3 separate regions of the Zea mays genome follow, and all the other regions are linked to region 1. A link is a contact called in public Hi-C data. All regions are on one chromosome and are shown on one strand. The core of a region is the stretch at or near the end of the contact, and the rest is flanking DNA. Distances in the headings are between cores, read along the strand shown.

Evidence for each region. A called contact is a pair of places that touch in the nucleus more often than the background predicts.
Region 2: a Hi-C map of leaf shows a contact between it and region 1, with 5 times the contacts expected there. The contact joins the promoter of LOC100193739 here to the enhancer-like site in region 1. A contact is called at or near these places in 2 of 25 Hi-C or Micro-C datasets (ear and leaf).
Region 3: a Hi-C map of ear shows a contact between it and region 1, with 1.9 times the contacts expected there. The contact joins the promoter of LOC100194379 here to the enhancer-like site in region 1. A contact is called at or near these places in 3 of 25 Hi-C or Micro-C datasets (ear, endosperm and tassel).

What each region holds. Positions count from the first base shown.
Region 1 is chr7:120,332,390-120,335,549 of Zm-B73-REFERENCE-NAM-5.0, forward strand. No RefSeq gene overlaps it. Among protein-coding and RNA genes, the nearest start is that of LOC100281244, 47 kb to the left of the region's middle. Within about 2 kb of position 1,437, at least 18 of the 20 cell types and tissues checked have an H3K27ac peak or open chromatin away from gene starts, as enhancers often do. A contact at or near this core is called in ear, leaf and tassel, where this site is marked.
Region 2 is chr7:119,856,702-119,859,861 of Zm-B73-REFERENCE-NAM-5.0, forward strand. It overlaps LOC100193739 (CCR4-NOT transcription complex subunit 7), which reads left to right and starts at 1,651. Exons shown (of 2, transcript NR_159677.1): 1 at 1,651-2,821; 2 at 2,890-3,160.
Region 3 is chr7:119,907,586-119,910,745 of Zm-B73-REFERENCE-NAM-5.0, forward strand. LOC100194379 reads left to right here and starts at 1,661. Exons shown (of 3, transcript NM_001416008.1): 1 at 1,661-2,332; 2 at 2,421-3,160. The coding sequence starts at 1,791.

The DNA.
Region 1 (3,160 bases), core at 187-2,686:
CTTCTAGACGAACCTTGCGGCACCAAACCCGAGGTCGGGCGTGGTGGAACCTGACAGGGGTGCGGCGCGTCGAAAAGAAACCACTCGAGTGGATACCGCGCCTAGCCCAAGAACTCTAACACCTGAAAATTCTCTAGTAACCCTCTAGTAAAATAACCCCATTAAATTTTTAATATCCTTGAAAGGCTTATCTTTAACATTGAAGTTCACCTCCTAAAATAAATATGTTTACTAAAAAATAATAAAAAAGATATCAATACGAATTTAGTTATTCCTTTGACAAGACATGTATTTCTAACTAATCTCGTAAGGAAATTATTTTTAAAATTCATATGTATAGAACTATTGCACCCCATTCTGAGACTTCGATTGAAGAATCTATTGTGTGTTTGAAACTCAGGAACAAATTTGAATTTGAAATTTGAAATCAGGAAATAGAAAACAAAACAGGAGAATGATAAAAAAAAAGAAAAGAAAAGAGAAGGGGATAAGGAACTGCGCTTTGGGCCCCATTTCCCTGTCGGGCCCAAAACTGTTCGCACCCACGCGGCCCATTTTACTTCACCACACCGTCACCCGCATTGGGCCACCGCCCCGCGGCCGCTCGTCCTATGCTAGCCAACGTTTAATCTCCAGTGCCGAACTGCCGATAGGTGGGCCGTCTGGATCAGTGCCCCTCATCCCACTGCCGCATACTCTCGTTAGTCTGGCGTGTGGGGCCACTCCAACAGATGCTTCTTCCCCGCGGACTCGTCGTGATGAACCGGCTGCCACGTTGAGCGCCTGGAATCCACGGTTCGCTGTTGCGATCCGGAGTCTCAGGGTATAAATCTCAGGTGGAAAGGAAGCGCTCGGAGGTGTACGCGGGATCCTATAGGTGCGCGGGTGGTTGAATCGGCGACAATTCCTCGACGAAGCTGAGGCTCTGTCGCAGGTCCGCCCTACTGCGACGCCGTGGCAACCTGCACTCGGTGAGAATCCCTACACATCTTTGCTTCGTCTTCCTATACGAGTTGCATCTCGCCGGGGACCGTTTGGTGCACCAGAGCGCCACCAACCACTCACCGGCCCTGGGTACTCGCCGCCGTGCCGCAACATCATGTGGCCAGCGTCACCCGGACAGCAATTGTAGGTAGTATTGAAGCGGTTTAGAGGGATTAGAGAGTGTATAAATCTATAATAGATAAAAACTCTCAAAATACATCTCAATCCACTCTAATTATTTTCATTACTAGAGTACCCAAACTAGCTCTAAGGAGGCCGCCTTTAAGATCGCCACTTCTCTTCACAAATCTCAGGATTAGTGGCAGGATAGGACATCGGGCACTGGATCACCGATCTCCAGTGAACCGCGCCACCGCGGGGGCCTTGCTCCGCCATGCTGGTGAGCCGGGTAGCGTGGGGATCGTTAAGGACCGTTGGATCTTAGAATTACGGCTCTGATCGGATCTGGGCGTTGGTTGACGGGGAGCCGTAGATCGGCTTGTGGACGCCTCTGATTAGCAGAAGTGTGCCGATTCTATTGAGAAAATATGGGGCATGTTTTATTCAGCTTTTTTCTGACCAGCTTTTCTGAAAATCTGGCTGTACGGAGAATCTGGCTGTGGGGAGAATTTGAGTATCATTACGATTACGTGTGGAGGAAGATAAAATTGTTCATAGGGCTCAGGATCTAGAAAGTGACGGATTCATACTACTAGTAATATACCCGTGCGTTGCGACGGCATAAATTATTGGATAAAATATTAATATACAACGATTATATAAACACAGAGAACACATACATTTTTTTTGCTAACATCCAACCAAGTGCCTCTTGAAGGCAAATGTTCTGGCATCGTCCATCTCCTGTATTGCGTTGTGGTGGTGTCCCTGTTAGGTTCTCCAAGAAGTGGCAGAAGCTCTAAATGAAATATGAATTAGAAGCTAGTTAACTGACTACATAGCACAATTTAAGTAAGAAGAGACTCACACAATTTGTTTATGCCAGATCAAAGATCTTGACCCTACATGAGTAGAGTATGCGTCCAAAACATTAAATCTTCAGGCATTAGTCCAAAGCCGATCTGGTTTGTTAATCCAAAAATAAAGTTTTAGGAACCAATAACAAAACATATGGCACACAAACATCAGTTAAGAATATAAGAAACGAAACTTGAGCATAGAGCAGGGGACATGGACAGGTAACTCCTTCGAGAAAAAAAACAATTTAGAACATAAATTTGTGCATCTAAAAGAATTTCACAACAACTTTGGCTTGCAAATAAAGAATATTAAAAATATATGAATTTCGTATCAATTTCACAAATTTTAGACATGTGTCCATCAAGCATGGATTTCATCAATGAAAAATCTATAGTAGTTCAAGGAAACATGCGGTGGCATCCTAGCATATCTAATTATATTGATTTCTATAACATTTTGGATATATTGATTTCTATAACATTTTGGTATATCCATGGCCATGGTGAGAGGCTACGTGCATGCAAAATATTGACAACAATTGTGCTTGCTAACAAAAAAATAGGAAACAAATGTAAATTTCCATCACAATCTAATTAAAAAAACAACGTCTAAGAAAGATTAGGTGGTCAAGAAGTATTACGTGGAAGTAATCGGTGTCTTACCATTCTTTCATGAGTACATAAATTATTTTGAACCTGTAAAAGCAATAAAAATGTATTTGCTACCGTTTTTATATACCATATGAGTACATTATGCAACTAAGATTCAAACCTTGACTTATGCATAATATTACTTTATTTTTGCATAAAGTGGGGAAAGTGACGTAAAACAACCGTGGGCTTTGGAAATAAAATTAATAAGACCTCACTCAGTGGATTTAGAGTACATTTGGTAGATATCTAGAATTTTACAGAGACATTTTTAGATCCGGATTCTCTTGATGAACGTTTCTTATATTGAATCAGAATCATTTTATAAGTCTGTTTGGCTGGTAGGTTAAATTGTTCTTCATAATAAGAAACTCTTTTCATAACAAATATATGAATAAAAATGTACTTTGGTTTTTTTTTCAGAACTTTTCAGTATCTTAAATAAATACATTTTTACTTGTTACAGCTGAACAAGATAATTAAAGAAATAATCGCTAGTGTGTGCAAAAGATCAGAAACCAAAACGCTCGAATCCAGCTTGAATG
Region 2 (3,160 bases), core at 401-2,900, 480 kb before region 1:
GCTGGACGGAGGGCAAGGGCTGGTATCATCCAAGCATTATGTCTTTGTTCCACTTTGAGGCTTTCTTGCGCTATACAGTTAAGGAGAAGGATCGCGATGGCCGGGCCTTCGATTGTGTTGCAGTTACTTGTAGGGGCAGGGACTTGGTTGAAGAGTACCTTGCTTGTGGGATCTAGCCATTGAGTCGTGGGTGGTCTGTTGGGCCAATTGTGTGAAGGGACTTTGCTGGTTTTTTTGAAGTAGATTTTAAGTCCTACTTTTGTTGTGGATCTTGAGGGCCGCTCCCGGGACACTTTTGTTGTGGAGATAGAGAAATAGGCAGAGGACCTAGTTGGTCCTGTCACACAGCATGAAGTTGAGCAGGGTATTGGGCTACGCAAGGGCAAAGTCCTCTTAAATCATGTATTTAGCAGATGGGTCTTGCATACAAAGGGCACAATGTGTGCACAAAGAATAGGAAGAGGAGGACACCGATGGGGGTGTATGCGGGGGCTTCCTCCATAGCCTTCTCCCTTGAGCTAGCAGAAACATGTAAAGAGACTAGCTCGACACTCGATGTTGAGGCTAGGACCGTGGAGGACTTCACCGAGCAAGTGATTGGGGATAAGTTAGGGAAGGAGTTGATTTCAATGAGGGTTGGCTCGGGGAGCGCAAAGTGATGGGTCGTGAGGGGACATGCCTGTAGCATGTGGCTACGAAGATGCCATGTTAGCTTGAGTAGCCACGGACTTGCTTATATTCCCATACTCGCATAACATTTTGGATTTCATTACTGCAACAATGGACCCAAAGGGGAAGGCGATTGCTTAGATCTATGGAGTTGTAAATATGGAGGGGCGGTCGAAGAAGTAGAAGGCCCATACCGCTGACTATGCCACATTTGTGAGGTCTCCTAAGGAGTCAAAGACTGTGACGCTGGCTAGGCCGGCGACAGCCAGGGTGACTGGAGGGGACTCCTGTAACACCCAAAATTCTATTTTGGGATTCATAAAAAATTTTCTGAAAAGATTTAAATTAAAATATCATTTCTAGATTACCAGGTCTTCGTCGTGTCCTTCTCCGGCAACAAACATGTATGTCTGCCTCGTTCCTTCCTCTCCTGCTCTACGAAACCTTGGAAGTGGGGGCGAGAGATGATGATCTCTGATTTGCTGTCTATGGTACCCGTGCGTCATAAAAAATATTATGCGAAGAGCGGAGACAATCAATAAAAATCTTGAGATTTTTTTGGTCAATAATTTATGTAGGTATTGTTGTGAGCCGTTGCAACACACGGGTAACCGGCTAGTTTTTAGTAAAAGAGCCACTATCTATGATAACTTTAGGAGAAACTATCCATCGTTACCACTCTTTACACAAAAAATCAATTCATTTATTTTATTTTGCTCCTGCTACGTAAAACATAACTACAATCAATAATTAAAATTTCAATAAGCAGAATTATCAAAAACTACATCTAAATTATTATATAATCTAGATTATATAAAACGGAAACAAACCTGGCAGCGCAGTCGATAGCCTTCTATGCGGCAATCATGCCCGTGGGTCCCACGTAATGGGTCCCGCCACGTGCACCAATCGTGGCCCGGCGGCGCACGGCACCCACTTTCCCCATTCATCGAGTCTACGCTCTTCGTCTTTCTCCGGTCCGAATTCCCCAATCGGACTCTCCTCTTCTTGCCGGATCTCCCCACCCCATTCCACCCCGCCCATGGGTGCCCCCACCCCTCGCCGCTGACCTGTGGGTACACTGCCCCCTGCTCCCCCGCCCCGCTCCCGCTCGCCCACGCGAACCCTAGGCAGCTAGGCTTTGCTGCTAGAAGAGCTCCAGCGACCGACGAGGAGAGGAGAATAAAGCTCAAATCTTGGATGCGCCCGAACCGATGGCGACACCTGCCGCAGAGAAGCCGGAAGATGTAGAGATCCGTGAGGTTTGGGCGGACAACCTCGAGACAGAGTTCGCCGTGATCCGCGACATCGTCGACGACTATCCGTATGTGGCTATGGACACTGAGTTTCCGGGCGTTGTGTGTCGTCCGCTCGGCACTTACAAGTCGGCGGCCGAGTTCAACTACGCCACTCTTAAAGCTAACGTGGACATGCTGAAGCTTATTCAGCTCGGGCTCACCTTGTCCGACGAGCATGGTGGGCTGCCGGCGCTAGGCCCAGACGGTCGTCCCTGCGTCTGGCAGTTCAACTTTCGAGGATTTGACCCTCGGACTGATGTGGCTGCAGCGGACTCCATCGATCTTCTACGCCGTAGTGGTATTGACTTCTCTCGCCATGCTGCTGATGGAGTCGACTCTCGCTGCTTTGCTGAACTGCTCATGTCCTCCGGCGTAGTATTGAATTCAGATGTGCATTGGGTGACTTTTCATAGCGGCTACGACTTTGGCTACCTGCTCAAGCTACTCACTGGCACAAATCTCCCTGATACGCTGCCAGGATTCTTCGATCTCATCAAGATTTACTTTCCTGTTATCTACGATATAAAACACTTGATGAGGTTCTCCAATAGCCTCCATGGAGGGCTGAACAAGCTTGCTGAGCTGCTTGATGTTGCAAGGGTTGGAATCTGCCACCAGGCAGGGTCTGATTCGCTTCTGACAGCACTGTCTTTCAAGAAGCTTAAAGAGGCATACTTCAACGGATTAACTGAGAAATATGCTGGTGTGTTGTATGGGCTTGGCTTTGAGGGTGTAGAGACCACCTCTGCTCACTGAGTAATGGATAATTAAATAAAAGATGAACTATTTATGAAAATGGAGAAATCTGTTTGGTGTCTTTGTCTGACAATTTCCTGTTGCTTGCGCTGGTGAAGGTATTATTTTCCCTCTCAGTTTTGATTTCCCCTGCAAGTTACTTCAGCTAAGCTGTTCTATGATCTAGATTGTGGCTTGATGGAATGTGCTGTTGAAGTTTCTTTGAGGCCTGTATTGATACACTGATCACCAAGTCACCAACTGAAGACTCAAACATTATCGAACTCTGTAATGCTATGGTAATCAAGTACTCTACAACAAGTCATCAACTGCTGTGCTAAATGTTATTTGGTAGCAAAAAGAACACTTAACTTGCCCTTTGATATGTGAAACTGAAACCCCTCAGTTCTTGTTTTACATGGTTTCTGGTGCTACCCCTTGAATAGTTGATGATTTTA
Region 3 (3,160 bases), core at 411-2,910, 420 kb before region 1:
GGGCGGTATGCTCGGTCGCGCCAGCCTCCAGGGGCTCCAGCCCTTCCCCACTCCTCCAGCGGCGCGGCTCGAACGGGGCACATGCGGAGCATGACCACCCGCCGCTGCTTAAATGCGGCGAGCGTCGGTGGCGGTGGCTGGCGCGGGGCGGGGGCGTACGGCGGTTTCACTCATCGACCTACCAGCTACCAGTGCCAGGGCCAGACTGTCGGCTCCTGTACCCGTCTCCGGCTGGCCGCTCCGGAGTCAAAAGGAGGCCGATCCGCCGTACGATACGGTCGTGCTAAAATTGGGGGCGGGCAGCAGTACAATGACAGCTCCTCCTGGCAACCTGGACGGCAGTGCCACACTGTTCGAGTTCATGCCGTTCCTGGATACCAGCTGGAAAATCTGCATACTTCCAATTCCAATACAGGAGAGGACCCGAACCCGGACCCGGCCTTGGTGTGCGCGAGGTGAGTCGAGTCTGGACGACTCTGGAGGTGCAGCGATTTTTTGGGTGAGATAAATGCCTGCTACTCTACAGTTTCAGTAGAGAAACAGTGCTGCAGGTTGCTCCATAAGCCTGCGGTCAAAAATGGCAGTGTGTACACTTGAGGCCCTGTTTGGGAATAAAGTTTTTGAAAACTACAGTTTTTGAAATACTATACTATACTTTAGTTATGACAATACCGTAGTTTATAATACCGCAGTTTTGAAAACTGAGGTCCAGAGCTAAGTTTAGAATGCCTTAAAACAACTATAGTATTTGCAATACTTCAGTTTTGAAAACAGAGATTTTACCCAGCTTGCCAAACACCATTATGTATATAATACTGCAGTATTTGAGAATACTGCAGTATTCTTCCAAAACTGCAGAAAAACTTTGTTCCCAAACACCTCCTGAAAGTTGGAGCCATGGCCGCCATGCCTTCTTTTACGATCAGACAGACTGGCAGGCAAGCAGGGATGGCCAGCAAAGAACGACGCATGCGCGCGCCTCGTGAGCAGCCGTGTCAACGCACGACACGTGCCTCCCGTCGACCCGGGTTGGGATCATCGGCTAAGCTCAGCACAGCACAGCACCGCATCTTTTTCTCCTGTGGGAGACGCCCAGTTGCCAGTTGGTACGAGGAAAGCACAAAGCGGGCCGGGGAAAGCAGAGCAAGCATGAGTGAGTGTGCGCTGCAACTTGGGACTGTTCCGTAAGCACATCTTTTCTGCATCAAATTGGCGTTTGCATGCTTACTTGGCTGTCAGGGTTCTGTGGTTCGTTAACCGGAATGCAACCGTAAACAAAGTCAAAATTCAGGTCAAGTTGGAGTGTCGCAGGCAAGGCCTTAATAAGTTCTTAACCAGGAGTACATACAGAACAAAACCTCATGCCATTCGCTCGCTGACCTGGTGCAGCTAAGCACACTGCACTGCAAGATCTGTGTGACCATGATGTCCATAACCATAAAATAATATAAGCCCATCCAGCAAAGCAGGCTATTAAACAAGCGATCCAGGACCTCGGCTCAAATCTAACACCATTTATTACCCTTTATTTTTCTTTCTAAAATACTAAGCCTGTGCCCTCCCGGCTGACCAATTGGCCCCACCGGCTCAGTCTCTGGCCCACTGTCTGCGTCCCTCTATCTACGCGTATAAACCCCCACCCCACCCCGTTCGCGCAGCCGCCCGCCACGCCTTCCTCCGGACGCCAGTCTGCGAGCGCCGAGCGCCCGAGCGCAGCCAGGTGTCGCCCGCCCGCCCGCCTCCGGCAAATGTGACTTGCAGACGAAGGTCGCTGCAGTGGCCCGTGCTCGATGGTGGCAAGGTGCGCGCACGCCGACGCCGGCGGGTTCCGCATCTGGCCGATCTTCTCCGCCGCCTCGCTGCGGAGGAAGGTGCTAGAGGTTCTCGCGTGCGGCGGCGGTGGCGGTGGCGGTGACGGAGGCGGTTCCTGCCGTGGACGGACGGCCTACCGGTCGCCACAGCGGATTCCGAGGCCGAGACCGCGGTCGGACAGGCTCGCGGAGCTGCTCAGGGCCGAGCAGCCGTCCGAGTGCAGCGACGAGGCTGAGGCCGAGGCCGAGGCGGCGGCCAGGAAGGTGGAGGCGTTGGAGGAGCTGAAGGGCGTGGTGGGGGCGCTCCGGGACGGCGGGGGCGACGGCTGCATGTCCCGCGTCGAGGCGGCCATGGCCGTGCGGAGCAAGGCCAAGGACGACGCCGGCGCTAGGGAGATGCTCGCGATGCTCGGCGCCATCCCGCCGCTCGTCGCGATGCTGGACGAGGGCGGCGACGTGGGGGAGGATGTCACGACCGCAGCGCTGTACGCGCTGCTCAACTTGGGGATCGGCAATGACACGTGAGTTGTCTGCCTTCTCTGTTTCGTGATCAGATCTGGGGGGATTCGGTTTCGGAATGTGCAGAGCTGTCTGCATGATTGTTGCCAGGAACAAGGCGGCGATCGTGCAGGCCGGTGCCGTGCACAAGATGCTCCGCATTGCGGAGGGCGGCGCGCTAACGGAGGCGGCCGTGGTCGCCAACTTCCTCTGCCTCAGCGCACTCGACGCCAACAAGCCCGTCATCGGCGCGTCCGGCGCCGCGCCCTTCCTCGTGCGCGCGTTCCAGGCCGCGTCCTCCACTGAGCAGGCGCGCCACGACGCGCTGCGCGCGCTCCTGAACCTCTCCATCGCGCCCGCCAACGCGCTGCACCTGCTGGCGGCCGGGCTCGCGCCGGCGCTGGTGGCGGCCGTGGGGGACGGCCCTGTGACGGACCGCGCGCTCGCCGTGCTCTGCAACCTCGTGGCGGCCTGCCCCGAGGGCCGCCGCGCCGTGAGCCGCGCCCCCGACGCGGTGCCGTCCCTCGTCGACGTGCTCAACTGGGCCGACGAGCCCGGGTGCCAGGAGAAGGCGGCCTACGTGCTGATGGTCCTGGCGCACCGGAGCTACGGTGACCGCGCCGCCATGGCCGAGGCCGGCGCCTCGTCCGCGCTCCTGGAGCTCACGCTCGTGGGCACGGCGCTCGCGCAGAAGCGCGCGTCCAGGATCCTGGAGATCCTCCGCGCCGACAAGGGCAAGCAGGTCGCGGAAGACGCCTCGGGCGTCGTGGCGACGGTGTCGGCGCCGCAGGAGCGCGGGTGCCGCGGGGAGGAGTCGGTGGACGGGGAGTTCGCCGACGCCGGCATGAGCG